Regions from separate parts of the Sus scrofa genome. Here region 2 is linked to region 1. The links are chromatin contacts, called in public HiChIP or PLAC-seq maps. All regions are on one chromosome and are shown on one strand. The core of a region is the stretch at or near the end of the contact, and the rest is flanking DNA. Distances in the headings are between cores, read along the strand shown. Region 1 overlaps ACSL1 (acyl-CoA synthetase long-chain family member 1). Region 2 has its middle 33 kb from the start of HELT.

Region 1 (5,037 bases), core at 1,144-3,643:
AAAAAGGAAGATGTGAAAACAAAAAGAGGGGCAAGGAGCAGAGGGCATTGTCCCCTTCACTGAGGGCAAGTTAATGAAGCACTAACTGTGTGTGGGCTCCGTGCCAGGGGAAGAGGTGGCCCTGGCTGGGGGATAGGGTGCCCCACTATGCCTGTGCACCCTGAAAGGGCTGCTACAGAAATAGGTACATGGTGCTGGGGAAAGGGGGATCGCCTCACTCGGAGGTGGGGGATGAAAACGACAGACCAGGAAGATTTTATTAAAAAGGCGAGATGTCACATGACTTCTACAAAATCAGTGGCTATCAGGCACCCTGGACGGGGATGGGAAAGAAGAAGCTTTGTAATCAGAGACAAAAAGGCACAAGGAGCCATGGGGCAGAGAGAGCACAGGCACCGAGGCTCTGTCAGAGCTCAGTGTGACTTGGGGGTGAGCACAGAGCCAGGAAGTTGCAGGGCTGGAAGGCAGGTGCTGGTACCCGGCCTTGTGCCTCTGTCAGGGACACAGGGCAGTCCCCAGTGTCTCTGAGAGGACACTGCTCCCACGGAGGTCAGTGTCTATTTCTCAAAATGTGGGTCAAGCAAGTTTAAGAAAATGTTGGATCAGGCCCAATTAAAAAGGTCTCTTCATTGCAGGAAACGTCCGCGTCTGTACTGAGCTAATGGACATGTGTCTCCACGAAACATGCATCTGACCGCAGAAGCCCCTCTGTCTGGGAAACCCAGAGGCCGTGTGCTCAGACTCATGGAAGTTACAGAGGAGACAGGGGACCAGCAGCCAGGCTGAGTGGGTGGGAAGGAGCGCAAATACAGCTTTCTGAAGAAAGACCCTCTTTCTGAATGGGAGACATTAAGTGTTAGTCACACAAATTCAGCCAGATGCTTACTGGACACCCGTATGCCCCTCTGGAAACCTTCGTATAACGTTCTGACATCATCATAGAAATACGCCAAGGGCTCATCACTGTCAAGGATCGCGGATCTCCGGGCGCCATCACTGCCCTAGGGAAAGACAGACAGATGGCATGTTAGAAGAGAGAATCAAATATAAAAAGTCAACCTAAAAAAAAAGTCCACCTAACATGAGGAACTGTCACAACCTCACTTAATTGTAAGGTGTACTCTGTAATTTCAAGAAAAGAGTGAATGAAATGAGGGTAAGGGAGACCGAGCAACAAGATATGTGCTTTGACATCTGTTTATGAAATGATCACATGTGCCCATAAAGAATCATCATTTTGGGGGAGGGGGTGCCCATGGCAGGTGGAAGTTCCCTGGCCAGGGACTGAACCCATGCCATTGCAGTGACCTGAACCACAGTGGTGATAACCCACAGATCCTTAACCCGCTGAGCCACCAGGGAACTGCAAGAATCACCACCTTCGATGTGCACGTGTGTTATCATTCTTCTCAAATGAAAGTGCGATCCATACACACTGGATGTTAGCAACCTTAGTTACCTACAGAGATGAGGGCTTGCATGCCAAGCACTGGGAAGTGTGTCTAGAACAATGAGAGTGCAAACGTTTGTGTGTGTGACAAAAACTGAGCCATTTCAAAGGCAGGGCATTTAACTACTGGGTTATTCAAGCACATGTAGCTATTTCTAGGAACACTTACTTGAAAGAAAATATATATATATCTTTTTTTGTCTTTTCTAGGGCCTCACCCACGGCATACAGAGGTTCTCAGGCTAGGGGTCAAATCAGAGCTGTAGCCACTGGCCTATACCACAGCTACAGCAAAGCGGGATCTGAGCCGCGTCTGCAACCCACACTCCTGTTAACCACTGAGCCACAACGGGAACTCTTGAAAGAAAAAATACTTTGAAGGGGCCTTCCTGGACTTCTGACACAAGCTGCAGATGGTGTGGAGGTGGGGGTTCCAGCTGTGCTCAAGACAACAGGGAGAGATGGAGTTCCCTTTGTGGTACAGCAGACATGAATCTGACTAGTAACCATGAGGTTTCGGGTTCGATCCCTGGCCTCACTCAGTGGGCTAAGGATCTGGTGTTGCTGTGAGCTGTGGTGTAGGTCGCAGATGCAGGTTGGATCCTGCATTGCTGTGGCTGTGGTGTAGGCCGGCAGCTGTAGCTCTGATTCAGCCCCTAGGCTGGGAACCTCTATATGCTGCGAGTGTGGCCCTAAAAAGCAAAAAAAGAAAGAAAAAAAAAAAAAGAAAACAGGGAGCGCTATACAAGACATGCTCAGTGGATTGCGCAGGAAACAGACAATAAGATTGAGTCAGGGAGGATTACAGGCCTTTTATTTCCTCTTTAAGGTGGTTATACAGTTTTCCCAGTTTAAGAAAAATAAAAGATCATGAGTCAGTGTGTAGTGACCACATTACGGTCACATCAGAGGTCATGAGTATACTCGGCAACAGCCATACAAGCTGAGGATCCTCTGGAGGTCAGGCTCCCCGGGCAGGGCTGAGTTAGGAAATAAATGGTCAAGTGCCCCTGGGGGGTAGTCAGGACAGGAAGATAGTGAGCATCTGCAATAGCCCAAGACCAGAACTCTTGCCAATATTTGAGAAAAAGGAACACTTGATGGGGAGAGTCCATTTGCATCACTCCCAAGTTTAAAGGCAAAAGCAAATAACTTCATCCCTGAGGATTTTGTGGCGATAGAAAGGCCCAAGCTTTGTAAATTGTGGGCTCGTTCATCTCCATCTAGAAAATGGATTATCTACAGACTCTAAGAGTCAACTACCCCTTGTGTTACTACTGTTTATTCCTTCTAAGGAGAGGGGCTGGGGGGTGGAGGTGGGGCAGGGAGGGAAGGAAGTAGCAGGGAGGGAGGGATGGAGGGGAAGGAAGAGAGAAGGGGAAGGAAGAGACAGCACACAGAGGGAGGGGGAAGGACCGAGTAACTTCTAAAGACTGCTGAAGACTTGGCTGGATTTCAATGTCTAATCCATCTCCCGGGACAAAAGCAGCAAGTAGAACCACTGTCTGGTAAAAACGACCTTTTTTTTGGCTCTTTCCAAAATACACTCCTCCCAGTACTCAGATCTTACCTGCCTCTTACATGCCCAGACCACCATCACCTGCCGCCTTTTATCAACAGGCACAGAGTGACGTTTCCATACCGGGATCTAGAGGCTTTCTGGACATCAGTTCTCCTATGCAGCAACACGGGGTCACTGACAGAGCAAACTCGGCCTTTATTAAAGACCGGCCAATAGGTGATGCTCCTCACCACATTTTAAAAATGATGAATAGGACATTTTAAGAGCACTCCCCCATTATTATACTGACATAAATGTCACAGGGGGACCCTCAGGTTCACTGCTCACGCTCACCACTTAACCAGCCAACTTCCCAAGATCCGTTATGCCCAGTGAGTGAGGAAGGGGAGGCAGCACCAGTTAGATCGGTGCTGGGTGTTGTCATCTGAGTGCAGGAGGTAGAAGGAGTGAGCAAGGGGCCCACAGTCCAGCCACTTCGCAGATGAGAAGAGACAGTGGGGAGGCCTTCCTGACTCGATCCCAGGTCCTAACGTGGAACGAGCTTCAAACCTGCCACGTGGGGCATCTGGGTTCAGATTCAGCCTACACTCTGTTCACCTCCGTCTTAGAGCAGACAGGCCCAGACCACTGGGGGCCTACTGGGGTCTGGTTCTGCACCCCCAGGAGGCTTTTCCCACCAGCCCCCAACAAGCTCTTCAGTTTCCAGCTGCCTGAGCTCCGCCGCCCCGATGGGAGGACCTGCCTAAGGGGTGCTGGGTAAACCGCCAAACACACATCAGTGTGGTCTCCAGGGACAGTCAGCTACCCGCACGAGGGAGAAGAGCTCCCCAACCTCCACAGAGAGGGCGCACAGAGCCACGGAACCCAAATCCCACAAATGCACACAGTTCCAGCAAAACGGACCTCCTGCAGCCATCTCTGTGTGGCTGCTGCTTAGAATGAGCCAGAAGGAACCATGTCTGTTTCTCATCCTCAGTTGGCTTTTTATTTTTTATTTTACTTTTTTGTCTTTTTAGGGCCGCACCTGCAGCATGTGGAGGTTCCCAGGCTAAGGGTCCAGTCAAAGCTGCAGCTGCCAGCCTACGCCACAGCCACAGCCACAGCCAGATCTGAGCCACATCCACGACCCACACTGCAGCTATGGCAATGCCAGATCCTTTAATCCACTGAGCAAGGTCAGGGATCAAACCCACATCCTCATGGATACCAGTTGGGTTCTTAATCCACTGAGCCACAATGGGAACTCCTCAGTCGGCTGTTTAGACATTGGTGTGCAGGAAAGTTTTCTCTCCAGAGGCTCAGAAGGCCCACACCTGCCACCTTTAATTCAAGGAGAGGACCCTGCTCGGGGGAGGCTATTTTTAAACTTCACTAAACACGGCAGCACACGTTTCTGTCATGTATGCATCCACGTGTCCCTGCTTTATGACACCCGAGAGCAACATTTGGACAAAATCAAATTGTGTTTTCAGGCCTTGTTTAACCACGTTCCCAGAGAGTAACTTGAGCTTTTTCTTCCTGGTTGAAGAAAAGCCAGAAATAACTTTTTTGTTTTTCTAAAACAATCACCTTTATTTCTTTGAATTCCCATAGGCAGCTCCTTAACATTCCTGTGGCCTGGTCTCAGCTCAAAGACAAGCCCCTCTGCCTTGAGTTTTCCTGACACCTGCCCTCACCTCCAACCTCAGCTCACCAACCGCCGTGGCCCCCTGACCAGCATGGACGCTTCCACCACTGCGGTCAAATTGCCGGTCGCTCTCAAGGTAGCAGACAAGTCCGATCGCACCAGAAACTCAGTTAAGTTTCCTCTCAGGGGAGTTTAGTGAAGAAGTCAGTTAGCAAGGTTTTGCAGTTTGTTATTAAGAAGCCCATTAAGTTTTAGCAAAGGTGCTGAAATTAACTCCAGGTATAAAAACACTCCCAGAATAACACTTCTCAACCGAAACACCCCCTCCAAATACACTGTCTCCATCCCACCCTCTGTGCCTCAACTGGCTTGCTGAAAATGCCCTCAGATGTGATGTTTCTGGAAAACTCGTGTGAAATTGCCGAGGGCTGGGCTCGG
Region 2 (5,037 bases), core at 1,870-4,369, 150 kb after region 1:
CCCAAGTAGCTTATTTTCCCTAAAACATCTACAGTGACTATGCTCTAGTTTTGTAAATAGGAAACAAAACAAAATAAAATGGTCTTTAAAAAACACAGTTGTTACCATTGACAAAAAAAGAAAGAAAGAAAAGCCCAATTTGTAATTACTTCAAGGTGTACTTTTCATAATAGCAAAAATAGTAAGCAATCCAAATGGCCACCCGTTGGGGTATTGTCATACATTCATCTAAAAGAATATGGAGTCATTAAAACAATAAATACATGGACTGTGTCAACACGTGGAAATATGCGCAGGAATAAAAAACAAAGACGCACATGGTCACAGATTGCTGCCATGGAAAGTCGTGTTTAGACAGTGATAAAAGTGAAAAATAGCAGAGTTAGGTCAATAGTTGGCATTTTCAAGCCAAAGGATTCTTTGTGTTTAGGGGAGGTGTGAGGTGTAAGTCTCCACAGAAAGTGGGTTTTGTTGTTGTGTTTTTTTAAATAGTAAATCTAATTGATATGCCCTCTGTTAGGGACAGTGTGACCACACTCTCCCTGAGGTTCAAGTCTTCAGGGATGCCTCAGGCAAAAGAAGAACAGGAGTAAATTAATGTTCTAGGCCTCTTCCCTCGCTCTGCTCTAGCCGGGTTCCCTGTGTTCTCTACCTGGCTTCTTTTCCTCGCTCTTTCTCTTTCCCTCTCTCCCCATATCTCTCTGTCTCTTTCTCCCTATCTCTCATTTCTGTCTCTTTCCAAAGACTAATTTCATTAAGTCCATTCGCTCAGACCTTGCCCTCTGCTCCTTGGTACACAGCCAGTGTGGACTAATTAATTGCTGCTTGTATATAATCAGTTGGGACACACAGAATGTTTGCTATCCTTCTTAGAAAATATTTTTCTTCCTTATAGGATATCATTCCCCCTCTCCTCCAATTTAAAAAGCAACAGGTGTCCATTATAAAGAATTTCTAAAGTTTATAAATTCTATTGGTGGACAATGTTGTGCTTGTGGGGTTGGGGTCCTGACATACTCACAGCTTCTCCTAGGGGCTTCTTACCTATGGCTAGCCGTGCAGTGTGCTATGTGGCCTCGGCTGCTGGACCAGGGTAGATACCTGGCTCAAGGGCAGCCATGCCACAGGCTGGCCATGGTCCGTGGGGTGGGCTCTTGTGAAAGCCTTGTCCTGGTTTCACTGTGACTCACTGAGCCAATCAGGTCTCCTCTCTCGGAGTTTATGTCTTTTTAGGGCCAAACCCACAGCATATGGAAGTTCTCAGGCTAGGGATCCAACTGGAGCTGAAGCTGCCAGCCTACACAACAGCCATAGCAACTTGGGATCTGAGCCATATCTGTGACCTACACCACAGCTCATGGCAATGCCGGATCCTTAACCCACTGAGCGAGGCCAGAGATCCTCATGGATACTAGTTGGGTTCTTAACCTGCTGAGCCACAACGGGAACTCCTCTCTTGGAGTTTAAATGTGAGGCATACAGGAGTGGAAAGCAGGTAGAAGCAGCATCAGTCTAAGGACCACCGAGAGAAGGAAGGAGACAAAGGCTAGACGAAGCAGGACTTGTACACAAGCAGGAGGCAGAGAGGAGGATGAAGGGGAACAGAGAAGGTTGAGCTGGTGGTAGAAGAGGGTGGAGGAGACTGAGTGGGGAGGGTAGAAAGAGGGTGTTGGGGAGAGGGGAGGGAGAGGAGAGAGACACTAGACTCTTAGCTTTGTGAGGGAAGGGACCATGTTTGTATTGTGTCTGGAAAGAAATAGCCCTGGCATTTCATCCAATGAGAGCTGGACTGACTGACAGGATGAGGGAGCACAGACAGGGACAGCGGGTGGACCCTCTGCAGGGTCGGTGGCCTGTTGCCTCTGCAAAGTCTGAGCAGGTGACTGTCTCCATCTTACCCACATGGTCCTCATCCCGGTCTTCCATGCAGACAAGATTCCTGTCTTCTTGTTGCCTCAAGGTTCCTCACAGTAAACCTCATTAGGTATGGACCATTTTCCTGGTTCTTACAAGCTCAGAGAGTTCATGGAGAAATGTATAATAAAGAACAAAATAAAAATATCCTCCATGATGGAGTTCCCATTGTGGCGCAGCGGAAACGAATCCAACTAGGAACCATGAGGTTGCCGGTTCAATTCCTGGTCTTCCTCAGTGGGTTAGGGATCCAGCATTGCCATGAGCTGTAGTGTAGGTTGCAGATGTGGCTCAGATTTGGCGTTGCTGTGGCTGTGGCGTAGGCTGGTGGCTAGGCCTCCAATTAGACCCCTAGCCTGTGAACCTCCATATGCTGCGGGTGTGGCCCTAAAAAGCAAAAAAAAAAAAAAAAAATCCTCCATGAGTCAGAGATGATCACTGTCCACTTTCACCTGGCAAACATATTATTATGTGTTCCATTATTTTTATACTAAACAAGTGAAATATTTCTCTACTATAAATAAGTCTTTTAAAACGTGGTTTCAGGCAGTTCCTATTGTGGCTCAATGGAAATGAATCTGACTAGCATCCATGAGGACATAGGTTCAATCCCTGTCCTCACTCAGTGGGTTAAGGATCTGGCATCGCTGTGAGCTGTGGTATAGGTGGCAGATGTGGCTCAGATCTGGCATTGCTGTGGCTGTGGTGTAGGCCAGAGGGTACAGCTCCAATTAGAACCCTAGCCTGGGAACCTCCATGTGCTGCAGGTGTGGCCCTAAAAAGACAAATAAATAAATAAAATAAAACACGGTTTGGGTGGCTGCACTTAGCCCCTTCACCATAAGGAGTATTAGGTGTTAGATGTTAGATACTGAGGTTCTTTCTGAAAGCTTGCTCATGAATATAACTCTGCCAGCCACACAAAGATTTGGACATGAATGTTTATGGCAGCTTTATTCTTAATCGCCAAACACTAGAAATAACCCCAATGCACAAGAACAGGAAAATGGATAAACAACCTATGATACATCCATGGATCGTGGAATACTGCTCAGCAACACAAAGGAACAAACCACTGACAGACACAGTATCGTGGGTGCATCTCAGAATCACTATGCTAAAATGGAAGAAGCCAGACAAGAACGTTACACACTGTGTGATGCCATTTACACAACCTATGTGAAAAGGCAAAACTGTGGCATAGAAAGCAAAAGCACGTCAGTGGTTGCCAGGGGCTGGGCTTGTGGGAGGGAACTGATGACAAAGGGCAGCACTTCCGGAAAGATGGGAACATTTTTCATCGTGCAGGCGTTTACACAACTGTATACATTGACACAATTCATCCAGCTGTACACCCAATAAGAGTAAATTTTATTGTATGCAAATTATACTCCCAATAAATACGACCCTTCCAAAATTAATAATGTCACACAGAAAGTCCCTTCTACAGGTCCCTTTTTGAAGATCTATGAGTATATTCATTGGATAAATTTCCAGAAGCAGAATCACTGGATCAAAGTAGGTTTTTTTTTTTTTTTGGTTTGGTTTTTGTTTCTAACAAGGCCTTTTGTAGAGACAAGGCCATAGAGTGGCTGTAAGACTTTGAGGAACTGGGCACAGAGGTAGCACACATGGGTGGTTTGCAGAAGTCGGGAGAGCAGCAAGGTTACTGCCTGGGTGATGACAGGGCCACTCTGCTGCTCTTCCTCGACATGTCAGGAACGTCTTGGTCCACTGATTCCCTTCTTTCCCTGCCTAAAGCCAGAGCTCAGCACAGCCCAGTGTTGTTTAGTTGAACTTCCTGTGACCTTGGGATCTGTGCTGCCCCAGGCGCTAGCCATACTCACTGTTCAGTACTTGATTGCGGTGAGTGCAAATCCGGAACTGAATCCTTGATTTTTTTTTAAATGTTCACTTAATTAAAAATTAAATTTAAAAGCCACGCTACCATATTGGACGGCACAACTCTAGAAGCCGCCTGGTTCCTGACTGCAGGAGAAGGGGAAGGGTCAGTAGCTTGACATCCAGTGGCCAGCAGCCTGACTGGGGGCCACGGCCATGCAGACTGTGCAGCCTAGGCCTGATCACTGGGCTCTGCCTCATACTGCAGTGTCAGGACACAGGATCTTGTTCTGCTCCTTGAGTACCTGCCTCAAGCCCCTCCCTGGACTCCTTCTCCTGGTTCCTAGGCACCTGCCCGATTCCCTACAGCCCACTCCCGGGGAGTGGAATCCCGTGCAGGTGGCTTTGCAGGTTGGACACCAGGGCCTCAGGCTCCACACTCTATTCACCTGCATGCACCTCTGGCCACTTAAGCTGTCAGTCTACCTGTCTGGGCTTCTGCCTTGCTTACTGTTAGGGCTTGCTTCTCTGGAAGCTGGCTCATCCATGGTCATCAATGAAAGGAGAATCTTTATTATCTTTTTTTACGATCTCTGTCTTTTATCTTTTACTCCAAGCCTCTCAACCCTTATCTTTAAAAACTGACCTCACCCTTGGAATCTGCTACACACTGAGGCCACCTACGCCCAGGTGTGTCAGAGGCTGGGTGGAGAGAGGGGAAGTATGTGGAGATCAGCAGCGCACACACAATGCTTTGCTAAAAGGGAAATTTGGACAGATGCACCTGGATGATTTGGTTTAAAACCAGTCATATCACAGAACTTAGTCACAGCAGCATGAAGGCCTCCCCAGGCACCTCCCTGCCCAGCTCCCACAACAGGGGCCATCAGTCCCCAAGGCCTGGCACATGGTCAGAATCCTAAAGAGAGGGAGGGAGAGACTCCCTTCCCTGCCCAGCCAAGGTCAACACCCGCCTTGGGGTTTCTGATAGAGGGTTTGGGTTCCCCCAGATGATAAGCCCACCTTCTGCAGAGAAGACCAGCTCCTGCCCACACGCAGTGACCTTATCTCACAGTCTCTCCAGGTCACAACAGTCACCTCAAATCCCTAGTAGAAGCAGGACACACTGGGTTTGGGGTGCAGATGGGATATGAACGGGGCCATTTGCTCACACTGCCTCAGTCCCGCCCTGTCCCCCTGGACCTCGGCCTCCCTGGCTGAGCCAAACTGGACAGAAGGCCTCTCATTCCTCTGCAGAAGGACGTTTAAGTTATCTGATGG

The links. HiChIP or PLAC-seq counts read pairs in DNA pulled down with a chosen protein or histone mark.
Region 2: an H3K27ac HiChIP or PLAC-seq map of alveolar macrophages shows a contact between it and region 1. The contact joins two enhancer-like sites. A contact is called at or near these places in 2 of 47 Hi-C or Micro-C datasets (alveolar macrophages and heart right ventricle) and 2 of 2 datasets of contacts at active chromatin or transcription factors (alveolar macrophages and skeletal muscle).

What each region holds. Positions count from the first base shown.
Region 1 is chr15:45,902,323-45,907,359 of Sscrofa11.1, forward strand. It overlaps ACSL1 (acyl-CoA synthetase long-chain family member 1), which reads right to left. Exons shown (of 21, transcript NM_001167629.2): 3 at 887-1,001. Among named protein-coding and RNA genes, the nearest start is that of ACSL1, 28 kb to the right of the region's middle. Within about 2 kb of position 2,394, at least 14 of the 83 cell types and tissues checked have an H3K27ac peak or open chromatin away from gene starts, as enhancers often do. A contact at or near this core is called in alveolar macrophages, where this site is marked.
Region 2 is chr15:46,052,597-46,057,633 of Sscrofa11.1, forward strand. No RefSeq gene overlaps it. Among named protein-coding and RNA genes, the nearest start is that of HELT, 33 kb to the right of the region's middle. Within about 2 kb of position 3,120, at least 4 of the 83 cell types and tissues checked have an H3K27ac peak or open chromatin away from gene starts, as enhancers often do. A contact at or near this core is called in alveolar macrophages, where this site is marked.